Linked DNA regions of Mus musculus: regions 2 and 3 are each linked to region 1. A link is a contact called in public promoter capture Hi-C data. All regions are on one chromosome and are shown on one strand. Each heading gives the region's core, a stretch centred on a gene start, on an enhancer-like site or on the middle of the called end of the contact. The rest is flanking DNA. Distances are from core to core; before and after follow the strand shown.

What was found. Promoter capture Hi-C pulls out the DNA fragments that hold promoters and counts their contacts.
Region 2: a promoter capture Hi-C map of embryonic stem cells shows a contact between it and region 1. The contact joins the promoter of Cd177 here to the promoter of Phldb3 in region 1. A contact is called at or near these places in 4 of 39 promoter capture datasets (embryonic stem cells, neutrophils, second pharyngeal arch cranial neural crest and 1 more) and 2 of 9 other capture datasets (adipose tissue and pancreatic islet).
Region 3: a promoter capture Hi-C map of embryonic stem cells shows a contact between it and region 1. The contact joins the promoter of Ceacam10 here to the promoter of Phldb3 in region 1. A contact is called at or near these places in 5 of 39 promoter capture datasets (the C10 cell line, cranial neural crest, embryonic stem cells and 1 more), 1 of 484 Hi-C or Micro-C datasets (the G1E-ER4 cell line), 1 of 115 datasets of contacts at active chromatin or transcription factors (embryonic stem cells) and 1 of 9 other capture datasets (pancreatic islet).

What each region holds. Positions count from the first base shown.
Region 1 is chr7:24,609,644-24,613,369 of GRCm38.p6, forward strand. Phldb3 (pleckstrin homology like domain, family B, member 3) reads left to right here and starts at 1,685. Exons shown (of 15, transcript NM_001102613.1): 1 at 1,685-1,935; 2 at 2,854-3,036; 3 at 3,233-3,370. The coding sequence starts at 1,702.
Region 2 is chr7:24,758,950-24,762,814 of GRCm38.p6, forward strand. It overlaps Cd177 (CD177 antigen), which reads right to left and starts at 1,362. Exons shown (of 17, transcript NM_026862.3): 1 at 1,286-1,362; 2 at 1,050-1,193; 3 at 652-837. The coding sequence starts at 1,337.
Region 3 is chr7:24,775,010-24,778,889 of GRCm38.p6, forward strand. Ceacam10 (carcinoembryonic antigen-related cell adhesion molecule 10) reads left to right here and starts at 2,195. Exons shown (of 4, transcript NM_007675.4): 1 at 2,195-2,330; 2 at 3,117-3,476. The coding sequence starts at 2,267.

The DNA.
Region 1 (3,726 bases), core at 435-2,934:
TCCCAGGCCAAATGAGCCCCTCTCCATCCCTTAGCTTTCTGATCTGTGTAATGGAAACAATAACGGGATATTTCACTGAACTGATAAATCCCGATGTCTGACTTCTTGCACCCTGCTTGCATGACCAGCTCCCCTGCCCCTGTCGCTGCTATTGTCCCTCCTGTATTGCCAAATAGTTATGAGTACAGATCTCGAGAGACAAAGCAGGTAGTAACAGATGTGGGCTGAGAAGGCCGAGAGTGTAAAGCTCTTGCTAACAAGATGATTTGAGTTCCATGCCTGAATCCCACGTTGGAAGGCACCACTTCCCAAAGATGTCCTATGAGCTCTTTACATGTTGGGTGCCACTTACATACCTGCACTATCTTTCACATACACAAGTAATAATAATTTTAAAAAAGTCATTTAGAATGCTTGTAGATCCTAGGTGTATTTGTTTCCTTCAGCCTCGGTCCCCACAACTGTACAATGGAGACGGTCGATCTCTTTTTTTCTATGGGCTGTGGTGTGGTATGACACTGAGGTGTGTCAAATGTTTTGCACAGCTCTTGATGTCTAACAGTCGGGTTTTGCATACCAGATATTTTCCTGTTTCTGCCCAGAGAGGAAAGGGTCTGGCTGTGACCTTTAACCTCTGTGCCCCACCCCATAGTAAACTGTGTGCGCGTGGGGCACACTCTGTCTCTGGGCAGATCGCTGACTCAGCCCGGGATACCCCCTCCCCTTGTCCGGCTCCCTAAACCGGTCAGGGCCCTTCCAAAGGGCTTATTAGAGGGGAGAGGCCCCCATCTTCATTCCTATCTTCCTTTGAGGATTTCCTAGGCTTCGGCCTTAGGGAGGCTGCTGTATGCAGGTGGCTAAGAAGCCCGGCCCTCCAGGGGCACCGGAGGCTGAGTGGGAGGTCTGGGCGCTGGGCTCTCTCTGGGTGGGGCTGGAGGGGCCGGGATGGCTGGGTGCCTGGGCTGCGGGCGGGGCAGGCTGCTGGCTCCCTCCTCCCAGGAGAGCTGTCGGACCTGTTGTCCCCCCCTCCACTTCCGGGCTGCTGGGGAGGGGGACGGGGCGGCCTCTCTCTCCTCCCTCCTTCCAGCCACCTGTTTAGCCGCAGGAGCGGCAGTGCCCAGTGCAGAGCCAGAAAGAAGGTTGACGACCTACGAGGACCTCCTCCCGGGAAGGAACGGAGGCGTTGGGGCCCCAGGCATATCCGGAGAGGTAGACATTGCCAGCCCCGAGTTCTGGATCTTGGGGTGAGGAGCCTCGGACGCTGATTCCTTACAGGTGGTTCGGGACCCAACTGTGGAGCTCCAAGGAGGAGAGCCGGGCTAGTCCCGAGAGGGTAGAGGAGATGGAATCTCTTGGAGGCAATCCGGGAAACTGGAGAGGGCTGCAGAAGGGGCTCAGGGATGACACATGGAGCAAAGGGAAGGCTCAGCGTGCGACGCCCCAGCACGGGGAGCGTTAGGACCCCGGACTCAAATTCTCTTCCCACCTCTAGGTGTGTGTGTCACCTTCGGAGCCGACAGCCTCTCCCCAGTCGCGAGCGGGTCCCCAGGAAATCTACGCCCGCGGAATGTTCAGAGCTGGTCTCTGAACCTTTAGGTTCCGCCCTCTGGGCAAGCTCAACGCGCTCTAGACCACGCCCACAAACATCAGACCACGCCTCTGAAACTGACCACGCCCACACCACAGGAATCCGAAGCGGCCATGGGGACACCCAGCACCCTAGAGGAGGGCTCCTCGTCTCCAAAGGTTTCGGAATGCGCCGTCGAGGTCCAGCCTCAAGGGGCTGTGCAGCCTCAGGGGCACCCCGAGGATCCCAAAGAGCACAAGGAGCCCGAAGTCCCAGCGGAGCTTCCAAGTTGCCCCGGAGCTGGGCGGCAGGCCGAGGAAGAGGAAGAAGTGGAAGAAGGTAGCAGCACCGAGAGCTGCCGCGAAGAGGTGAGGGATCATCCCCCCGGGGGGGCTGTCCAGACGGACAGACAGACACCCAAGACGACACAGAAGAACATAAAGAGAGAGACTAGACAGAGACCCAGAGTCAAGGAGAGTACCCATAGACAGGCAGAAACACCCTGTTAGACAAAGTTGGATTTGAAGCCAGAGAGACTCGGGTAGAAACATAGAAACTAGATACGACAGAGACACAGGGAGTGAGACATAGACCTAAAAGAGAGACACAGGGAAGACACACAGACCCAGAAGAGAAACAAAAAGAAATGCCAACATAGAAGAGTCTAAGTCAGAGAGAGGGACGGGGGTGGGGGTGGGGGGAAGAAGAGCGATCCAGGGACTCTGAGAAAGAGATCCCAAGAGGTTGAGACTCAGGGACAGATGAGCTCATCGTGTACAAAGACACTTGCTGTCAAATCTGACGACCTGGGTTCGATCCCCAGAACCCTCATTGATGTAAGGCAAGAATCTTCTGATTTCCACTAGCATTCAGGTACAAAAAAGAAAGAAGGAAAGGAAGGAAGGAAGGAAGAAAAAAAAAGAAAGAATAGAGGAAGAAATGGAGGAAGAAAAAAGAAAAGGAGAGAGAAGGGAGAAAGGAAAAAGGAAAAGAAGAAAAGGAAAGGAGGGAAGAAATGAGGAAGAAAGAAAAAAGAAAGGAAGGAAGGAAGGAAGGAAAGAAAAGGAAGCAAGCTCTGCTAGTTCAGCTTCAGAGCATAGTGGCTTTGTATGATGGGTTCAGAACCTGCCGGCTTCCCCGCTTCACGGTCTTCCATTCGGACCCGAAAGGAAGTAGTTGAACTTGGCAGCTCATGACCCCCAGAGGCACTACTGGGGTGGGACCAGACCTGTTTGGTGACTTGAGGGGGGCGAGACTTGTTCTCATCACACCCTCTCTAATTTCAGCCCGAGGCTACGCCTGCCGCGCAGATTCCAGCCACACCTTCCCCATGCCTCCCTTCTGGGGAAGAGCTGCGGGGGGCAGCGCGGCGGCTGCGAGGACAGCAGCTGGAGGCACTGACTCGCGTGGCTCTGATGGAGCAGCGGGTGAAGGAGTTACAGCGCCAGAAGAAGGAACTGAGGATCGAGGTGAGGATGGGGAGATCTTGGGAAATCAACCCGTGAGGGAACCTGCGAGCCAAGACACCGAGTCCATTCTAAACTTTAGGATCCTTTTTGATAAGCAGCAGGTGTTCAAGGCCCGAGGCCTTTTCCAGACTTCCCATCTCCCAGCCCCTTCCTCCACTGGCTGCTGCACCCAAATTCTCGCCTTGTTTTTTCGCAGATGGAGGTGGAGGTGGCCCTGCTCCGGGGTGAGCTGGCCGGGGAACGAGTGGCCGCTCGCCGGGAGGAGGAGCAGCTGCGGGAGCTGCTGGGCCAGCGGGTGGAGACCCAGCCGAGCAGCCAAGAACAGCGGGAGCAGGTTGGTGTGACCAGCGACTCCATCCTCATGTTCCTTTCTTCCGGGCTGGAACACCCTCTGGTCGGACCTAATAGTTGTCCTTGTTCTTCAAAGAGATTGGGTTCCTGTTCCTCATTTTCCTCCTCTTTCCCAGGCCTGATTTGGATGCCTGGCTACTGAGGTCTCTTTCTTGGCTGTCCCTATAATTTCACAGTTTAATGGTGTAGTAGGAAACATTTCAAACCCGTAAAAACTGAATACTCAGTTGGGCTGGTGTCCTATGCTCCCCAGCTTTAGTAGCGATTCCTTTACTATCCTTTCATCTCACCCAGTTCTTCCCTGTCTCCATATCCCTGGATACTAAGAATCTAAATCAA
Region 2 (3,865 bases), core at 112-2,611, 150 kb after region 1:
CCTGAGGCTTGCTGGTCAGCCATCCTCACCTAATCTGTGAGCTAGCTCCAGGTTCCATTGAGAAACCTTGTTTCAAAGACATTAACTGGATAGTTTCTGAGGTCTCTGGCTCCTATACATATTCACACACACACACACACACACACACCTGTACACACAGAAACATGGGTACACCCACATCCTCATACAAAATCCAACCAAACAACAAAGTTAGAGGGCAATGCCCCTTATGTAAAGGAAACACAGAAAGCCCTTTGTGAGAGTCGCCACAGAACGGATCCCAGGCACATGAAAGAAAGGGCTATGCGGGAAGAGCTGGGGTGGGCCGGGGGGGGGGGCGGGGGTAGGGGTTGACATCAGAAACTATGGCCAGCTCATGGCTCCAACACTGTTGTAAAGTGCTGGCAGAAGTGTTCTGAGGCAGGAGGCAGGGAAGAGTGGGTGAGAAGAGAAGGAGGCTGAGTGAATTGGAAGAGAGGAAAAGGACAAAGTCACAGTCAAGTGTGGGATAGAGCCAGGGAGCTCGGTGTCAAAGAGTAACCCCACGTGGTCCCTTCTATCTCACAGCCTCCCTCCCCTTCCTATGACAATCTCTCCCCAGCCTTCCCCTCCCCTCCCAGCCTCTCCCACCATTCTTCCTACCCGAGGCACCTGTGGGTGTAGGTAGCTCCTCAAGGATCTTAGTGCTGTTCACATCATTGCAGAGGTCACCATGGCGACACACACGGGTGTAGGACACCACAGAGAGCCCAGGGCCTGTCCTGAGCCAGATCACCTTCGGCTCTTGGTCCTCAACCTCGGTGCAGCCCTTGATGATCACCAAGTTGACCTTGGGTCCTGGATGGAGAAGGGAAGGCAGGTAACTGAAGGCAAAGGATTGGAATGTCAGGGTCCTGGAGCGAGGTTGGGCACCCTGATGTAGGTGAGACACTAGAGAAGAGGGGACTGGGCCTGGGCGGGTGGCTCCTGCGGCTAAGGAAGAGTTCCTCCCACGGATGCAGGAGGCCTGAGGGCAGTGGAGCAGGTCTTTGCAGGGAGATTGTTCTTACCATTATACAGGAGCATTATCAAGTCTTGGCAACCCTCGCTAACCTCGCAGGTTTTCTCACCAGCTCCCCACCACCTGAGGGGCAGCTCTGCCACATTCCTCACAGCCTGTGCGCTGCTTTTCTGGCAGGTCAGAGCTGGGACACCTGGGATGGGATGAACAGCTCCGTTTCAGCTGGTTACCTTATGCCACTCCCTGAAGCAGATACCCCCTTCCTGGGCTGGCTTTCTTACGCACAGGGTAGCAAGGCCGTGACCCCCAGAAGGGTCAGCACTGGTATAGAATTCATGATACCAGTCTGTGGCTGGAAATTTCTCCAGTGCTCTTCAAGCAGGAAACGCAACACTTTTTATACACCATATTACCCAAGGCAGCCCCGGAAATGGGGGGGGGGGGCTCCACCCTTAATCTACTGTATGAAAAACTAGGCTGTTTGGATAGTACTTCCCCCTCCACCCCCACCCCACCCCCCACTGAAAAGTACATAACCAGCCCCAGCGTTCCTCGGATGCAGGAGTACAAACTCCAGCCCTCATCCCCTAGAAACAGGGGTAAACACTCTTCCCTCAGGCTTGAAGAGCCTGGTCTCAGCCTTCTTGCTACTGTAATATCCAAAATAAATTCAAGACCACCCAGTATCTTCCCCCCTCAAAAAGGACTTTCCAAACTGTACTAGCAGGCAAAGTGCAGAGCCAGGTAAGGAAGCTGGCTGACTAAACAAATATAGAAACATAGTTTTAACGGTCAAGATTACTAAGCTTCCAAAACAAGATTAACAATTCCCCTGCTTCGCTTCACACACTAAAAACCTCAAGGACAGACAAAATGAGAGTCACCCTATACAAACCAACCAATGTCTAAAAAGGTTATTGGCTACACCAATTAAAAGAAGCCAAACTACCCTGGTGCCTATGTCCAGCCCTTACAAAGGAATAACAAGTGTGTTCTTTCTTTGTCCTGGGTCTCCCCTCCAGTCTGTGTGCTGAGAGGGGGGGTTCCCCAACATGTTGGATAAGTAAAATCCTCATGTGTATTGCAACGATGGCAGTCTCTGTGGTCTTTGTGTGAGTGAGGGTCTTTTGACAAGCTACAACACTACTAACCCAGGGGTCCAGACCCCAACAATGTCCCTCAGAGCTGGGAGTCTAGGCCCCAACCTTCTTTCCCTCGGCCCTAGGGATTTAGACACCAAATGCCTTCCCTCAAATCTAGGAGTACAGACCCTGGCCCTCCTCCTTCAGACCCATAGCTCCAGGCTGCAACCCTCCTTCCTCAAACTCGGAAGTCCAGATCCAGCCTCCTGTCTCAGACCCAGCTCCTTTCACAATAGAGCTGAGGACATCCTGATTCCTGGTAACCCCGTGGCTCTTTCCTCTTTAGCCGCCTGTGTGGCACCTGTTTCCAAGTACTACAAGAATCCCATTTCTTCATCTCAGGGCTACTTAGTTACCTTCTAGCTAGGTGGAAAAATGACTCAACCACCTCGGAGGATATTGTGAAGTGTACCTTGGCCCTTCCTGGCCTCACTGGAGATCCGGTTCCCCTTGCCTTTTCTGATCTTTCTACGTTGCTTTTCTATTTGTTCTCCACCTCCCAGGCTGTTCTGTTTGTCTGTGTTCTCACAGAACAATGTAGGTCCTGCAGTCTTTACTTCCCTTCCATCTGGGAAGGAGCTGAATAAGGTAGTGGTTGCGGGTGATTATCTAGGGAGAAGTAACATGTTTCTTAGGGATGAGGGGCTGGAGAGATGACAGCTCAGGGGTAAAGAACACTGGCTGCTTGTGTGGAAACCTCAGGTTCAGTACCCAGACTCACAGCGTAGTATAACTCCAGCCCCAGGGCATGGGGGTGAGTGTGGTATAATACATACCCGATGGCAAAACACCGATACACATAAAATGGAAAAAAAAAATACTTTTTGGCAATGGGAAATGTCCTTGTCTCAAAAGACTTTTAAAAAAGGTATGCTAGGCCTGGAGAGATGGCTCAGCGGTTAAGAGCACCGAATGCTCTTGCGAAGGTCCTGAGTTCAAATCCCAGCAACCACATGGTGGCTCACAACCATCTGTAATGGAGTCTGATGCCCTCTTCTGGTGTGTCTGAAGACAGCTACAGTGTACTCACATACATTAAAAAGGTATGCTAGGAAACCAATTTCTTTTGTTTTTTTGTTTTTTTGGTGTGTTTGTTTGTTTTTGTTTTCGTTGTTGGTTTTTATTTTTCTAGGAAAACGACAGTCGTAAATGGTAACCTGGTTTGGGAGTTAATAGACACTCACTTGCAACACTTGGTTTATGCAATGTTGGGCCTGGAACCCAGAGCTTCATGTAGACCAGATATCTCCAGTCCCTCCTCCTCCTCCTCCTCCTCCTCCTCCTCCTCCTCCTCCTCCTCCTCCTCCTCCTCCTCCTCCTCCTCCTCCTCCTCCTATTCCTTTCCTGGGTCGGGAGACATAATATCTACTTCTCCTGCAAAGGTTCCAATGCTAATCTAAGGTATATGTCCACCAAGTTCACCCTCAGGGACCAATGGCTTTATTTAGCCTTTAATAGGCTTCCTGATAGAGCAGCAGAGTTCACAGGCTGGAGCACAGGGGGCTGCTGACCCCATGGCCACATACCTGAAGCCCCTCCCTAATCTTCGCAGCCTAGGTGCTTCTGTCCTGTCCCCAAGGCTGCACGCAATTAGGACAGGATTGCACACACCTGTTGGGAGGGAGACTGGGTTGTTTACTTGGGTGAGGGCTCCATTACTCTCTCTACTTGCCGCTCCTCCAGCTGGTGGCATTGGCAGGGGATGGTACATAATCAGCAAGCC
Region 3 (3,880 bases), core at 945-3,444, 170 kb after region 1:
GAGATCATTTGATCTCAGGAAGAAAACCCCATATGTCCTTTCTTGTTTGTGGATCCTAGCTCTAATGTCTGCATGTACACATGTAATTACATATATAACATTAGGAAGGAGAACATAAAGGGGTTGGGTTTGGTTTGGTTTGGTTTGGTTTGGTTTGGTTTGGTTTGGTTTGGTTTGGTTTTCAAGACAGGGTTTCTCTGTGTAGCCCTGGCTGTCCTGGAACTCACTCTGTAGACCAGGCTGGCCTGAACTCAGAGATTCCTCTGCCTCTGCCTCCCGAGTGCTGGGGTAAAGGTGTGCACCACCACCTGGCAATGGTGCAGTAATTGTAAAGAGACAAAGTGCTCCCTCATGGGCTCACACATATGATGTACCTGGTGTGGGCCCTTTGGATGCTCTCTCGAATGTAACCGGTTTTGACGTAAAACAGGTCCTTAGCAAGCAGTGTCCACGTGGGACTCCATGCGGGGCCGCTGCCTTACTGGGAGACCTGGATCTGAAGTTCTGTCTTTCATCCTTTGAATGCTCCTGTACAGTGTAGTTCTGGTAAGTACCACCAATTAGGGACCATAGTTCTTTAAACAAGAATTTCAGCTATAAAAACTATAGAGAGTGAAGACACTGAGATGTATGCTTAAATAGTCATAATTATGAATTTATAAAACAAATTCCAAGGAATGCTGACTCACTGCTACTGCATCTCAAATACTAACACACCCGGAATTACACACACTAAGAAGCTTCCTTTTTGTGGTTTTTTTGTTTTTGTTTTGTTTTTTAAAGATTTATTTATTATTATACTAAGTACACTGTAGCTGTCTTCAGGTGCACCAGAAGAGGGAGTCAGATCTCATTACGGATGGCTGTGAGCCACCATGTGGTTGCTGGGATTTGAACTCAGGACCTTTGTAAGAGTAGTCGGTGCTCTTAACCACTGAGCCATCTCTCCAGCCCGTGTTTCTTATTGTTACAATTCTAAAATATGCTATTGTTGGTGAGTGAAAGTGCTTTGCTTTAATATTTAGAAGTCAGAATAAAACAATTTTAGAGAAAGCACAGTTCTAGGATATTGCTGCCCCAGGAACAAGATGTCCAACTAAGTTACTAGACACATGGGAACGGGGGATCAACCTCATTAGTCACCGTGGAACTGCAGATCAAAAGGCAGCCAGTCTCACTTCATGACTATAATAGTCTCTAGCAAAAAGCTGAATGGATCCTCAAAGGATCTCCACATCTGGAGCCTTTCTTGCTTAGCTCCATCATGGAGCTGGGAGCCTGGTTACCAACCTTAGGGCAGCCCAGATGTGAGCTGCAGATCTCCTCGTGAACACCAGGGGAGCCACTGAACCATATACTCAACAGAAAAACTCCTGAGGGATGAACATGTCTTGCAGCCTGGTTTCCATCCCAGTTCTGACACACCTGGAGCCAGTTCCTTCACCTAACCATACTCTGTCCTCCTGGCTCTTTCCTGTATCTCTGAGAACTCCATTCTGCAAGAACAACCAATGTGGTCCCTTCCATCCTCCATCATCCATGGGAGAGATGGGAAATCCCAGGGCATTCACCAAGGAGAACAGAGCCATCCTGGGAAGGTTACGGAGGGCACGGGCAGACCTGAATCACATTTGGCCAGCACAGGAAGATGGGGAGGTCTCCCTGGCGCCCTCCATAGGAAGATGGAGCACACAGTCCTCTTTCCAGGACACACAGGTCACGTCCTCCTGCACACCCAGGATATGAAGCCCCTGAGACAACTTGTATCCTAGGATCAGACACATGACTGGTGCCATCAGTGACGATGGATCAGGTCCTACCCAGTCATCACTCAGCTAGGCCTTTCCCAACCCTCCAGATAACTCTGCCACTTCCTGCCTGGAGTAAACCCCACCTCTGTGAGCATTGAGAGCAGGGCACACAGGGCTCCCATGGGGGTTTGTGTCACTCTAGGCTATAGAAAGTACAGGAATTCCTGCTGCAGTTGACAGCCCCAAGGCCAGGGCACAGGGCACTCCTCAGCCTTGCTGCTCGGAGTATGTTCTAGAACACTGAACTGGAAAGAGGAATAGAAGGACGGGAGGCCCGCACTGACAGGAGAACAGCATTGTCAGACTCACAGGCTCCACCCCCAGCCCACGTGAATCTGGGAGGTGCCCTCCTCTGGGAGGAGAATCAACTCTGCTAAGAAGAGCAGGGCAGATACCTGGGCAGCCAGGCTTAGCAGTAGTGTTGGAGAAGAAGCTAGCAGGCAGGCAGCAGAGACATGGAGCTGGCCTCAGCACATCTCCACAAAGGGCAGGTTCCCTGGGTTGGACTACTGCTCACAGGTAAGGAGATATTCCTTCCCAGTAGAGAGCAGGGGAGCTCAGAGACTGGCTGGGGTCTTCTGGGAGAGGAAAGGAACCTGAGAAGGGACATCTGGCTTCTGCTTGAAGCCTGAGGGCAACAGGAAGCTCGGAGTATTTGTGAATGTGAATTGGCAAATGGTGAGGAGAAACTCAGTTCTTCCCTATTGTTAAGTTTATCGCGCTGGCTAGGATATCCTGAAGACTGAAGTCCACAACTCTGTCAGGGTGACTCTCCACGTATAAACCAAACTGGGGCAAATAAACAGCATCCATACTACACTGAGAAATTTGCAAATACACTAGGCTCTGGGACACTGATTTGTACACGGGTATGTGAGCGTGTTCCGGGTAGCAGGGACTAAGCCAAAATCCACCTAGCCTCACAAAACCTCACAAAGCCCTACTTCTACTGGGCAGAAAGACAGACCAGCAAGGATATCTAGGTGGGGTCAGGTTGGCAAGCACTTCAGAAAATACAAAGCAGAGAAAGACCAGAAAATAAAGGCACAGGGTCTTTATAGAAAGTCAGAAAATATAGCCCTACATCCAGCAAAGACTCTGAGTGTGAGCTGGGGTCTGAGGGCAGTGAGCGGTGAGCTGTGTGAATGCCTGAGAAGAGCGTTTCCTACAGTGGAAAGATGCAGCGTTGCTGAGGAATGGAGGTGATGAGGCTGGCTGCCACTCAATAGGACACGCACTCACAGCAAGGCTGAGAGGTTTTGCAAAGGTCCTAACATTGATAGGTCTTTCTCTCTTCCCTCTTAGCCTCACTTTTAACTTACTGGAGCCCTGCCACTACTGCCCAAGTCACCGTTGAGGCTGTGCCGCCCAACGTTACTGCAGACAACAATGTTCTTCTACTTGTTCACAATCTGCCGCAGACGCTCCGAGTCTTTTACTGGTACAAGGGAAACAGTGGGGCTGGACACAATGAAATTGGACGATTTGTAACATCCATTAATAGGAGTAAAATGGGGCTTGCACACAGCGGCAGAGAGACAATATATAGCAATGGATCCCTGTTCTTCCAAAGTGTCACCAAGAATGATGAGGGAGTCTACACATTATATATGCTAGATCAAAACTTTGAAATTACTCCGATTTCTGTGCGATTTCATGTACACCGTAAGTAATTCTCTGTAACCTCGGGGTCATGGGTAGAGCTAATCCTGCTTCCCACACAGCACTGACAAGCCTTGATGACTCAACTATGTCCCCTACATTGTGGTGGGAACATTTAGTTCGGGGCACACAGAGGGGAGAAATACAGCAATAAACCGAGATGCCTCACTTGGACTCACTCCTTCAGAAAAGAGATTGTGAGGTAACTCAGTGTGAGGATGTCAGACTCTGCACAGTAACTTAGGCTGCTTATCCTGAGCATGGCCTCGAGAAAGACCCTTCAGGGCTCAAGCAGGGCCTGCCTGAGGAAACCATGAGAATCTCACGGAGAGGTGAGCACCAGGAAACTGCTCCAGACCCAGCCTGGACTCCAGGAACCCTGGGAAGTTGTTAGCCTGGGTTGAGAT